Regions from separate parts of the Anas platyrhynchos genome. Here region 1 is linked to region 2. The links are chromatin contacts, called in public Hi-C maps. All regions are on one chromosome and are shown on one strand. The core of a region is the stretch at or near the end of the contact, and the rest is flanking DNA. Distances in the headings are between cores, read along the strand shown.

Region 1 (7,128 bases), core at 261-2,760, 410 kb after region 2:
ATTTTATTACATAGTTAATGAGCTTACTGGCAAGACCTGAGCTTTTGTTCGCCACCAAACCAGTAAAGGACTAATAAAGCCTACTCTTTGTGCTACAGCTGGACAACCACCACCTCACATGGGAAAACCACGTACCTCTCCCAGATTACTGAGATGATGCTAAGACTATGCCTTATACTTATAACCTCGTACTTCTTTACACATAGACTCATACTCAGTTGACTACACGGGTCATTCCATGACATCTGGGCTTGTGAATAAAGCCTTTGGGTTAAACAAGACTTACCTGAAGGCACCTACCATGGACATGCTTGCAAGTACAACTTCACTGTACATGCAGGTTTTTAACCCTGACTTCACATGAAACAATGTAGAACACCAAGGATACTCATAGTATAGGATATTCATATCACAGCTGCATTTAAATAGTTACTGGGGGAAAAAATGTAAGAAAAACCTGAACAGAAACTGTCCTTCCTCAAACAGAGAGGAGAGGTATCTTTTTTTTTTTCTACAGAAGAATCGAAGCTGTTTTTTTGTTTTGTTTTTTTTTTTTTTTTTTTTTTTTTTTTTTTTTTTTTTTTTTTTGCTATTTCCCTCCCTAGTTTTCTTTCTCTTCCTTCTTCACATATTTTTTATTTTCCTCTTCCTTCTCCATTCCACTCTTCCTTCAGAGTGAAGAAAAGGAGATAAAATTTCTTTAGGAGTGAAGGTAAAAAAAAAAAACAAAAAAACACAACCAAGATGAAATACTTTGAAAAGGTGGTTTGCTTAAGGAAGTTTAAAGAAGTTTGACCAGTGATACTACACAGAGCAGTGAGAAATTCAGTATGTGATTCCTTAAAAACAAATGTGATAATATGCTACAAACACAGGAGCAGGGAAGGAAGAACTCTTACAAGTGTTGTTTACAAGTGGTGAACAGATTGTCCCCACATGGCAATCCTCCCATCAAGTAAATGGAGTTTGAAGATACTGCCTATTTTAGGGGTCACCATGCCCTCTTCTACAGCTTTGGAGGGTGGGCACTGTCTCTGGTAAAACCACACAGAATTGGGGTTTTGATCAGGACATTAAGACCTTAAAAAAATAAAAAGAAACAACCCTTAAGACTTGACTGAGCTCTAAACCAGGTCTTGTGGCTGAGCATCTAAAAAAAACTCAGCAGTGTTTAAATTCCACTCACTCTCTATGGTCAGACTCCCCTCATCTCCACAGGGAGCAAAGCTGAGTCAAGACAACAAAACTGTTCTACTCCACCCTACTTGTGGGTCCGGAAAACTGAGAATTAGGATAGGGTGTGGGGAAGGGAGACCACAAAGAAAACCTGAAGCGAGCCAGCAGCAGAAAAAAAAAGTCACAACAGAACATATGAAGAAAGAAGCTTTCATCTGTTCTGAGACAAAACATGCAGTACTATCTATTTTTATTAACATCTGCATCCACCTACCCCTTCTTTAAATGAGTCACGTAGGCACTCTGTAGAGCTGCTTCCAGGAAGTAGGACAGTTCAAACTCAGAGTACGTCATGTTGCTGCCCTTTATACTCCTTGAATGTGTGCTGTTTAAGGTCTGCAAGGAAAGAAACCAGTGGGATTACAGACAACTCTTTGAACGAGCCATTTCCTCATGAGCCAGAGATATTGCCAGTAACAAAATGTTACTGTCTTCAACCTTCAGATTCCTCCTCAGAGGACTTGAAATCTTACTTTCATCAGCTATTCAAAAAACCTTCCGAAGTCAACTTTAAAATGAACTATACAGTGACTTCCATGAAACATCCCGTGTGCAATGTGAGTTTTGAAGCACCACCCCTTACTACTTTACACTTTTAATAAAGTGGAAAGCTACACATTAATATCGAGGGCTTCAGAAATATTACTCCAACCACACAGATCCAGCAGCTTGCACAGAAATATAAACACAATGTTTAAGTGAGTATATCCAGCTTAATATAATGTAAATATTTGTAAGAGTTAGTAAACTCTAAGGAGTATCAATGGAAGAATTTTAGTCTTTGCTCTTCTAGCCTTACCAAACCCCTCTTGCTTTGGCTTCCTTAGAAACTGTCTCTTCCAGTAGGGCTAACAAACAGCTTTCATTGCTGTAAGCTGCACTATGTAGACGCTCCAAAACAGGAATGAAAAGGACCTATGGACTTTGAGTATATGAATCCTGCATCCCTCTGAGTCCAGAAGATGAATGAATTGATATTCAAACTCTTTTTCTTCTTGGCATACACAAATTGTCAGTAAAAACATTTACAGTGCCCAGTACTGGCAGGAACTGGTCCTTCTGCAAGGAGAGGGCAGTACTTAATTTTAAATATAAAGACAAGTAGCTTTTTCCTTACAAAAAACAGACCAAATAAATTGTTATCTGGCTTTCCTCATGGATTTTTGTGTGCGTCCCAAGCTTATTTTTCTTGTTTTAATGCAATTTAAAATAAAATCTGGAACAAACACACCGTTGCCACTGAGAAGAGCAGAAATATCAGGTCAGAGGGTAAAAGGCAGTTAAGTTACAGAACAATAGGCAACATTCATTGCCTCAGTGATGCTCGTGTCAAGCATAATGCGTGGCAGAGGACAGGGTGTGAAAACTTACGGTGTGCCCCTGCTAAATGCAAGCAGGCAAAGCAGCAGATACAGAGATCTCTAAGCATGTGCCCAGTAAATCAGTGGCATGGATTACAGCTCAGTGCAGAGCTCACAGTACCCAGCATCCTAGCCAACCACTGACTAAGCAGTTAATTGATACTGATCCAGGTTCCTCCAGTTTCACCTGGAAAAGGCGAAGCACGAGCAATTAAACTGCTATCGTCGACCCAAAAGGTTACTTTGAGCTCATGAGGGATCTCGATATCCAGTGCTGTGTATCACTTACATTGCAGATACGTAAAACATCTCGGGTTCCTTCATGGTGGTGCTTGCTATGCAAAGCCTGTCATCCCTCCTTAGTAAGAGCTAAACTTGAGATAAAGACTCAAGCATATCTGAAGTATTCAAAGCTTTACCGCAGGCAAAACTGGTTTCCACACGTCATGCTCAGAAGAAACTGGCAGAGACCAGATAAACAGCTGTTTTGCAACTGCTTATACTGAAAAACTCAGCCCACAGAAATGCTAAGGCACTTCATTCTTTCAGGCTTGTTCTCATGTTCCTCGTCTATCACTTGACCTTTCCGCCACCAGTTCTGCTGTCAAAATCCCTCTATGTCCCACCCAGGTCACCAGGTAACACCCTGAGCACACTTCTTACCTTTTCAAGCTCCTGCAAGTACACTTGGGCAACGACACACGCAGTCTCGAAACAAGCCATGACCTCCTCCTCCCTCTCACACAGGCGAGCGCGTGAGGCGATTGAGTTGGTCGAGCGCTCCAGCGACAGACCTGCAAAATAGCAGCACCTTCCTGAACTGCAGCCCCCAACAGCAGCAGAGCCATGCTATACTTTTGTTTACCAGCTGATAGGAAGGCTTTTCCATAGGTAGGCTTCTCCCTAGTTTTAGGGACTTTTAGGAAAAGACACCAAGAAAATAAAATTCCTACACATGCAAGGCATTTTTTGTCATGCTGCTCTAAGCTATGGTACCACTGCATGCTTCTACGGTGCCTTTCAAAGATTTTATGAAGAAAGGACATACAGTCCCCCTGGCAGGGACAAGCAAACAGAGAAATTATGGCCTGTATTTCCAAAAATGGCTATAGATTTTGGGTGCTTCAACACAAGTGCTATTTCAGAAACACCCTGGCACTGGATTTGAGGGTTTCTAAGTGTCCACTATTCCAAGTGAAGCCTTCAATGGCAGCAGTTTTGAGGAACAAACTTGGAAAAAGATAAAACGGAGTTGGAAAATCTGAAGCCTCTTGTGGAAAGTCTAAGCACATGCAGATTGCACACGGACACACAGCAAGCTCTTGACAAGACATAAGAGACTCTTCAACTACACGATCACCCTCCTTTCCAAAGAAAAAAGTAATTGTTTTTTGTACTACTCAAACTGTTCCTTGTGTCACCAACCAACCCCTCTCATAAATATACATCATGTTAATTGGAGACCCACAGCTAATGCCCCTACAGCAGAACTCTTTATTATTTGATCTTTGTCTAGCATCCTACTACTATATCCTCTATATATCTAGGTCTACTTGGAGAGGCTGCTTATCTGCACACTTTTTACTTTGATCTACATAGATTCTCATATACTTATGCCACAGCGCATCTCCACAACACATCACTGTTTGGCAGCTCAGGCCTTCTACATCAAAGCAACTGCAGGGATGCCCAGTAGCCCACGCAGGTCGTAAACTGTTCCATACACGTTTCCCAATAAGTTTTATGTATAACACTCCCTAATAATAATAAAAATCTTGTAATACAAACTCCTGGCCTTCCTGACACAAATCCATGGAGGTATGAAAGACGAGCTGCCTTCCAGGCTCTCCAGAGAAGCAATTTGGACCACTGCAGCATGCAGCAAAGGCCTCTGCCCCACACGCGGAGCTACAACACGTACACCAGGAACCACACACTCTCCTTGTCTCACACAGCCCTGAGCACCTCAGCACAGCTCGTTTTGGGAGTCTTGTGGCAAACCGCTGTGAGGAGGCCATGGGGACTACCCCGCGGTGAACGCTGTGGTAGGAGCACTCGAGCTGTGGAGCCTGAGGTTCCTAGGCAGCCTCAGCGTTGTTTACTTCCCACATTCAGTTTCTGTTTTGTCCCCTTGGTAACTGCACTATGAGTTTCCTTATCTCATGCTTTGCAATTGAGCCAGACGTGAGCAGTCAGTTCAGTGGGTGCAGAAGAGAAGATACCCCACAGATATAAGTTCAGGAGGTGGTTCCCCACTGCCCTCTCCCAATTCAGGGGTGCACAGCCCACTCCAGAAGAACCCATCTAGTGGAAACACTCATCTGTACCTTGCACTTTTGAAAATCCTGACCAGAGCAGAGCAGGGGAAGTAGATTTACAAAATCACAGAACGGTTAGGGTTGGAAGAGTCCTTAAAGATCACCTAATTTCAACCCCCTACCATGGGCAGAGACACCTCCCACCAGCCCAGGCTGCCCAAAGCCCCATCCAGCCTAGTCTTAAACACCTCCAGGGGTTGGACATCCACAGCTTCTCTCATTCACCACCTGTTACAGTGCCTCATCACCCTCACAGTAAAAAATTCCTTCCTTATATCTAAGCTAAATCTACTTTTTAAATCTACTTCAAACTGACAGCATTTGGGGGACAATAATTATTTTGCTGTTCTTCACTAGCACCCATTCTGTGGTGTCTCTTTTCTACGGACATCCATCTTGTGTTGGAGAAGCAGCATCCCACAGATTTTGTCTTCCAATCCATTTCTGAAGTCTACGGCTTTACATCATGGGGTTCCCCCTCCCCGTATTTCAAACTCCTATTTCCTTACCCTGTCGCTATGTAATGAAGGGGAAAAGAGGAAATTAACTCTCTATACAAAAAGAGAAAACATTCAGCAGAGAAAACATTACATCAACTTATTCTTCTCAGATGCATCTCAGTTTTATCTACCTCTGAATACCCAGCCATTCCCCTTAACAGAAAACAAATTAGAAAAAAAAAAAAAGGAGTTGCATTTCAGAGGCACCGTCCCACGAAGCACAAATTAGGGATAAGGACCCTGAAAGAAGCCCAGTACAACCCACTGACATTCATGCAGCATCTAATCAGGCTGCAAGAGCCATCCTAGCACAGCCTGCATGGGGGCGGTTATCGTGGGAGATGTCACACAGAGAGAACAGGCTGATAAAAGCCATTTACATGCATGCTACAGCCCACTGCAAGGAGCTACTATCTCTAAGCTCTGATGTGGGGGAGGAAAACAAGCAGCCTCTGCCAGCACCGAGTGCTGACAACAAACATGCCATCCATGCAGGCAGAAAAACAGAGGTGGGGTCGATCAGAGACAGGGTAATAAAATTCCTTGCCACAGTAAATAGAGAGCAATATATGATGCATTAAAAGGAGATAGTATGCTACATTGCAAACATTTTTCCACTTGTAAAGGGCAAGAGGGAAAACTGACCCACATGATGCGAAATTAGTCATAGTGCTTTCTGCTCATACTGTCTGTGCTGACCTGATGCCACCAGCATGCAAGATCCTCTACGGAACCTGAACAAGGCTGCTCGTCCCTACCACAGAAACACGAGAAGAAAAATCAGAGCAAGCAGACTGCAAATCCAGCAGACAAAACAAAGAACAGAAGAATAAGAACTCCTTATTCCTGCAGCCACTGGTTCAGTTCCCACAGTGCAAAGCCCCAACAACCGCAGGTTTCCTCAAGTTGCAGCTGCGTGTGGACAGCACTACTGACAAACCCTCCAGTCCTGAGGCCATAAATCCCACCAACTCTGCTCCGCTCCTCAGCTATCAGCGCAGAAAGACCTTTGCAGCATAACATACATTTTTAATTCAACTCAGTTCCCAAAAAGCTTCAGAAAAATCACAGAGCGCATGGTACCGCCACATGGGATTTAGCAAGAAAGCGTGGCTCTTACTCAGAATTAACTTCCAAGTAAAGTATAAAGTTATATGCTTTCTTGGTAGCTGGTTAAGGTAAACAGATGAAGGTATTTTGTAAAAACAGTTATGTTAAGACAGTAACAACTCATGCCTTACCTATGCTAAGATTTTTCTCATACAAATCAAGGGCCCCAGTTTAAACACACACACATGCTTATATATGGAAGATACAGCTTTCAAATTGGGTATGCCTCAGGCTGAATATTTAAAGAGAGACTTGTTTCCAAATCATCTTTTATAAAAGAAAAAACTCTTCCCACCCACTTCAGAGGCAGTAGCTTTCCATGTATAGAAACACATTTTTTCCTTCCTGAATAAAGAAAAGGCTCCCATCCACTTCTAGTTTCCCTAAAAATTAATCTCTGGCTCTTGATCTCTCTAATCTTTGCTTCTTCTTTTCCCTTCTACAGCTAATTTGCATTTATGTCAGTAAAACACACACCATAAGGCTTGTGAGGTGTCACGGACTGAACAAATTTCTTCCTAGAGTTGAAGTGCACTGCTTTTCACGGAAACCTGAAAGGGGACATTCTGTGAAGGCTTATTTCCACTTTCATCTCACCCAGTC
Region 2 (6,759 bases), core at 59-2,558:
TCCAGCAGATGGTAGCAGCCTCCTTTAAACTGGGCAGCGCTCCTGCCTGCTGCTGCAGGATTCCTGCCCTGGGGCTGATGTCTCTGCCTGCCCTTGGCATCCTTTCATGCCCTGACCCTCTGCTGCACTCCTGGCCTCTCCCGAGGTGGCAGATCTCCTGTTTAGGTCCGCAGCACGCACTGAGCTTACCAGCAACGTGGATTGCAGCAAGACAAGGCAACGGCACATCACGATAACACGTCTGACTGTGGTATATGATTTATTCATAGCCGTTCCACACTACTCTAATGGTCTACCCATTACAGACTGGGGTGTGATGGATGGAACAATGCAAGGATATGCTTCCTGAATAAAAAATTCAGGATCTAAAGCCTTGGCTAGGCAGTAGGATTAGCTGAAGCATTCACAAGGCACAGACAGGCTGAACCTTCAAGTGAAATGGAGAATCAGTCAGCTTTATATTTCAACAGTAAGTCCTCTGCTGTGCTGCTGTAACATCACAGTTCTGTGGGTGTGATTACATTACCCTCTGATATATGGCCTTTGCCTATTAGCAGCTGAAAGAACTATGTCCCTAACATACAGTAAAAGTTTGTGTGTGTGATGGCAATCATTTTGTGTTTAATTATGAGTGGTTGAGTGCTGCGTTGTTGGTTTTTCTTTAAAGGTGCAGCCATAGATTCATTACTTTGCATTTTAAAACACTGGTCCTATAGGTGAGGACACAAATAGATTGTCAGGGTTTCTGGTTTTCAATATTCTACATGAGGAAAAAGGAATGCAGGAAAAAGCTCCATTTGAGTGAGCAGATAAAGCAAAACTTAAAGGCAAGGTAGAGAAATCCATTGACTTTCCCACCTCTACCTCCCATACAATATATGAGGGGTGAAGCTCTTAGGTATTATTATAATCTACCTAAAAACATGGTAACAGGCCAGAAATTCTGACTAACATGTTTGAGAGCATGTATTTGAATATATGTTTGGGTGTTGCTCACTTTAGAGCTCTAATAGTGGCCTGACTTTTGGTTTTGTAGCGTTTCACTCCCTTGGGCCTAGATATGTGAAACAGGTACATTTGCTGGAGAAAATACAGAGGCACAAAACTGCTCTTAACCACCATGTTCCTCAGAAAGCTCTTCCACACAGTTGTGTCATTAACTTTCTCATCCAGGGCAGATGACAAGAAGACTGACACAACACAGGCAAGATCAGGTACAAAGTCTATCCAGCTGCCTGTCCCACCCAAGCAGCAGCAGGAGGTGCTTTAGGCAAGGCAGAAGATGTTCTGTAGACCATTAAGTAATTAGCTATGTGGCTGCAGTTCCCTGGGGTATTCCTAAATGCTGTCAGCTGGGGGTTGGCTCATGGGCTGCAGCTCTCCACAGCTTCTGTGAGATGTGGCTTTGTCCTTGCAGTGATGGAGAAGCTTCAGCTCCTCTCTGACACCTTCTCCGTCTGTGAGAAAATTCTCTCTTCTCTCTTGCCAGCTTCTTTGATCTTTGCTGCCACCTGCTATTTGCTATTCAATCTAGGAGCTATTTTGATGCTTGGGTGGTAGGAAGAAGTGTTTACAGAAGACTTACAAGCCTTGCAGTTAGTGATATTTCCCTTCTGGAGCACGTCACAGAGTCTGAAGACCTAATTCTTACTCTTGGAGCTGTGGTTTATGGCAAATGTATGAATTAACGCTACCTTCCTTCTTTTGCTTGGTGTACAGTGACGAAGAAGCTTTCTCTCTAAAATTTTAAACATTCCAGTTCTTTAAGGAGGCTGTTTCTCAGACTTAATGAGAAGTTTCTGCTGAGGAATGAAACAGCCACAAACCCTTGTACCTAATGACAAAGACCACTAGAGGAAACTCCCATCTGCACAGTGCCATACTGACTCACAGGCCATGATGGCCTTGACCAGCCTCACCTGGGGCCTCACCAGCCCTGCCAATGGTCCCAGGAGCTCTGTTTTAAGCCAGTTTGCGGAGCTGCTGGCCCATGGGTTATTCTGATGGTGTGTAAGCTTCTAGTTTTTTGCTACCTTACTCCTGGTCAAAGGAGCTAGGGTGTCAAACCAGGTTTCTTGTTGTGAGACCCTGATGTGGAACAAGCTCCTCTTTCTCGGAGTTGAATATGCTGTTATGTTGGAGGTGAGCAGCTGTTTGTACTGGTGAGGCCTATGGTATGTTTGTGCTGGGATGAGGTTAGAGACTGGGGGGTGGACGAACTTTTCTCCTATCTGCGCAGATTCTTACTTCTATGTTATTCTGCGTAATAGCTGTTCATATTCTAAATATATTTTTTACTTTCTCATTTTTTTGCAAAGTGAAGTGGGTGCAAGATCTGTGCAGTGCATTTCCTCAAATAATATCAAATTTCAGCCATAAAGCCATAAAAAGCCATTTGAAGGATGAGCTATCTTGCCTGAGATATCAGGGGTGTCAGTGGTTTGCTTAAGCATTTTAAGCTGTTTACTGAAGCAGTTGCCCTTCTTAAACATTCTCCTATTATCTCTGCAGGAGGTCCAGTTGGGTGTCAGGAGGCTCAGAAGAGACCAGAGGACACCCCAGAGCTTTGTGTGAGGACAACAGGATGCTCTTCAGGGGTTAGATCTGAATGCTGTAACTGAGGGAGTAGCGGAGTCTTGCTCGGGAGTGTAATGTTGCAGTGCAGCAGTCACTTGTGTGTGTTTGAATCTGCAGGAGTGATCAGGCTGCTGTGAAGGTGTTGTAGCCAGGGTTTTGCAGACTTGGGCACACTGTATGCATGCTCAAATACGTGATGCTTGGGCTGACTGCCTGCATCTAAACATTGATGTAGTCCTACTGTCTTGTTTGATACTGACTTGTGTGTATATAAAATTCCTCTGCAGTGCTGGAGTGCCTGTGGTGTGCTATAGGCATGGTATGCCCTGAACTGGCACTTTAGCTGTCAGGTCATGGTGCTTGTTCAAATCAGGAAAACTAGTCTGTAAGTCTGATCAGCCTGGGCCTTAGGACCATGCTAGTTTGTGGTCAACTCAGTGTGAAATCCTGTTTGTTGTTGAACATTGTCTGACATAATGAGGGCAGAGTGAGCTATACTGCTTGTCACCAGTGCTTTGTCTTGGCAGATACCTATGAGGAATGCCACAATGAAGGAAAACTTGCCAGAAGGACAACTACTGCTTCATCCCATGGGATATAGGCAGAGGTCTTCACTAACCTGCCTACTGCCGGCGCTGATAGTACCGTACAGGCTCTGCATTACTTCCCTCTGTACCTTTATTCTTATTCTCCCACTATCAGGAATGTTATGGGCTCGGGTGCCAGGAGAGGTGATACATCCCTGACGAGGTGTTTGGGCTCAGCCACTTGTGAGGGATATATTTACATTATCTCACTTCGGGGCAGGGTTTCACAGCGCAAGGTAGAGCTGTGCTGGATGCAGGACTTGCTCTCCTCGCTCAGATCGTGACCATCCCATGCTCTTCTGTGGTGTCTCTGTTCTTCACAATACTCTGGGACTCAAACTTAGGTTTTTGGAGTTTCAATGAGATAAATCAGCTTTCGGAAGGACACAGTGGCTCTGGATCTAGTGGAAGAGAGGCGCAGTGTGAGGCTGTTTGAAGGCAAGGAAAAATCAAAAGGAGAGAAGAGGAAGAACACAACTTTGGGTGGATGTGTCCTGCTATGTAGGGCTGAACTGCCCTGTAGCCTAAGAAACTGAGCCTCCTTCCGTGTTCAGTAGAGACAGACTAATAAGTTACTGTGTTGTGCACTGCAGGGAAGAGCCTTGACTCTGCTGGAAGTTGACCTGTGTGACCTTAGTGCTGATATTTGCTGAGAGCTCCCCTGCAAAGAGACCGGTTCTCTCTGAACACAGGCAGAAGTCTTAACAGGACACTAGATTTCGTTACATCCCACGAGAGCGTTTGCACGGTTTGCGCTGTGTGACACTAACAAGCTGTTAAAGTGTTTTAAAGTAGAATGCGGGCAACATGTCTGCTATATGCTAACTATGCAAATCTGTAAGTGCTCATTCGTTGCACTGGCAATAAAATACACCTGCTAGTCACGTGCTGTTCTGCGTGGTGTTTATCACTGGCAGCAACCTGAAAGCTACTGCTGCTCCCCGCTGCAGTCTGCTCTGATAAATCGTGTAGCTAATGCCTCATAGACAGAAAGGATGAGCAAAATGCTGGGTTGGAGTGCCTAGTGGAGAAGTGGGAGAAGCTGTGCCACTTTACTCCTTTGACCCATGGATGGGGCTATTTATAAACTAAGGTTGCAGAGCTCCTTGAAATAAGAAATGCAAATGTTATCGTTGTTTTGCTTTCCAAAGGTAAAGAGGCTAATAAATTTTATGGCTGCTGAGTTATCAACCTGGTAGAATATAAAAGAGGAAAAAGAGGGGAATTTCTTTCCTAGCAGCCGTAAACGCTAACCAACAGCACTCCAAGTTATCTGTTCATAGAGGCACTTATCATGAAACTACTGTTAGGCCTGTTTTTCCTTTGGTTGCTTTCCTTAGAAGGTAAGAATTGAAATGTTCTTTGAAAATTCTGGTTACGCGGTATTTAGGAACCTATATTTTTAGTTGTTGCAAGGTGGGTGTATAGCACAAGTCTTCAAGCAGGGTGAAGAAAATATGAAAGTAAAACTGTGATCTTGCATGTAATTTGGGGTATGTCTGATCATTTTAGATAGAAGATACGTGCCTTGGTTTCCACTGTTCAGGGGAACAATAGCATCTTAGGCAGGCACTGAAGTTTTCTCATGGGAAAAACGTAATCTAATAAATAGTTAATGGTGAGCTCTGCCCCAAAATAGTGCAGACATTCAAGAAAGAGACAAAAGTTTTCTCTAAATTCATGTCTATGATAATTTTCTTTTCAGTGGTAGAAGATTGAATGAGTTAGGCAATGTTCTGACACTTAGGGCATCATTATTCAGATTTCTGCTTTTCCACAGACTTTCTGTATGATCTGAGCAAATTGATGTAGGGGAGGAAAAAAAAGTGAGGGGTGGTGATGCTGGGGGGTGGATGAGCTTTGTTTTCTGTAGTGGCTCTGTGAATTCCACATTTAGTACCAGATACTGAATTTTCTAAGTGTTCTAGGACTAAAAATGCTGTGGATGTCTTGGCCCTATTAGCTCTTTGCTTTATCTCTCTGCCTGTAAGAATGTAATGATGAATAGGACTGTAAGGTGCTCTGATTAACTGTTAGGAGGCTTTCATTCTTAACACAAACCAAAGAAATAATTGTGCTCTGGCATTTTAATTTAGTGAAAAAAGATGTATGGTGACTGGAGTTCCTGTGAAAACAATTCAGGAAAAATGTTGATTGATAGCAGCCTGTAAGAATAATTATCTGAAACATTAACTAGAAGAGCAAGGGAAGAAAGAATAGAACTTTTATCCAGGTTTTGGATAAATTGTCAGAAAAATATTTTTTTTATTTTTTTTGGGGGGGGGGGAAGAGATGGAGAAAATCAGAAATACAAACTAGAATTTAAATGGTAGAGTAAGGGAGTAACTATAATATTGGAAGAAGCAGGGGTAAAAAAAAAAAAAATCCTATGGAAAACATAAATCCAAAGCAAACAAAGAAAACTAAAGAATTTGTGCTCTGGTAAGTTAAAATGTAATCAGTCAAGCCAAAAATGAATCTATGGGGAAATGAGGAATCACGGCTAAAGCAATAACAAAATAATAAATTTTCTTTTAAATACATCTGAAACAGGATCTAGTGCTGATAGACACACAAAAAAATAAAAATAAATAAAAGCTGAAGCCCAAGACAAAGGCTTTTTTTCTTTTTTTTTTTTTTTTTTTTTTTTCCCCTTTGGTGTCATCTGCACAAGAGCTTATAAAGGCTTTGCACTAAGAACCTTTCTGTGGAGGGGATAAGCTAGGGAAACTGTCAGATCTGTGAACAAATTGATAATGAATAGCAAAAAACTTGTCAGGATTAGATGATATTTGCCCAAGGGAGTGAACCAAACGAATGTGTTAACTGTGTCCATGTGTTAACTGTTGTGCAAACTAATTCTTCAGTTGGCATTGGTGTCAGGAATGGAAAATGGCAAATGTGAAACCAGCTTTTAAAACGAGCTCTGCTTTAGGAGGATTTGAGGACCTGCAGTGGTAGTGGTACAAAAGTAGTGAGGCTGGCTCCTGTACTAGGCAAAGGGGTGACACCAGAGTAGAGGAATGTAATGAACTAACTTGGGGCAAATGTGATATAATGGGGAAGTTTCCCTGTGGAATTGATACAGAAAGTCCATGACAATGGGTATGTGCCCATGGATTGTTTGTCTGAGGGGTTGTTGCATTTCCAAACATCTTTTGACCAAGAGCTTCAGACACCCTTCTTAAGAGCTGTGGAATAAAGATTTGGACTGGGAATTTTCAAACTGGGAAAAGGGGAGAGACAACCTGCGGAGTCCCAGTGTCACCTGTGCTGGGACATGCTTTCAGCATATCTGGGTATCAGATAAAGAGACGTGCTAGCTTGCTGATGCAAAACTGCTCAGGATGCTCAAACTGAAAACTTAAAGGGAATACATATGGTGGGCAGAACTTGTTCTAGCTATGCGCAGTGGTGAACTCTAAATTAGATACTGCTTCACAGTATGTAGCTGTCTGAAGACATCAACTCAGTTTTAGGAACAGTTAAGGAGCCAATTTTAGGGATCAGGGAGAGAACAGAACAAAAAACCACATCTTTAATGCTGTGTGTGAGTCCAGTTCACTCACCTTGTGAGGACTGTCTAGCTTTTTCA

Evidence for each region. Hi-C and Micro-C count contacts between places; a contact is called where the count stands out from the background.
Region 1: a contact with region 2 is called in a Hi-C map of subcutaneous adipose tissue, with 2.8 times the contacts expected there. The contact joins the enhancer-like site here to the promoter of PLB1 in region 2. A contact is called at or near these places in 2 of 8 Hi-C or Micro-C datasets (skeletal muscle and subcutaneous adipose tissue).

The regions. Positions count from the first base shown.
Region 1 is chr3:38,946,666-38,953,793 of IASCAAS_PekinDuck_T2T, forward strand. TTC7A (tetratricopeptide repeat domain 7A) reads right to left here. Exons shown (of 20, transcript XM_027454067.3): 4 at 3,261-3,391; 5 at 1,451-1,572. Among named protein-coding and RNA genes, the nearest start is that of TTC7A, 18 kb to the right of the region's middle. Within about 2 kb of position 1,511, at least 3 of the 8 cell types and tissues checked have an H3K27ac peak or open chromatin away from gene starts, as enhancers often do. A contact at or near this core is called in subcutaneous adipose tissue, where this site is marked.
Region 2 is chr3:38,531,892-38,538,650 of IASCAAS_PekinDuck_T2T, forward strand. PLB1 (phospholipase B1) reads left to right here and starts at 1,309. Exons shown (of 60, transcript XM_072035722.1): 1 at 1,309-2,142; 2 at 2,512-2,570; 3 at 3,089-4,507. The coding sequence starts at 4,459.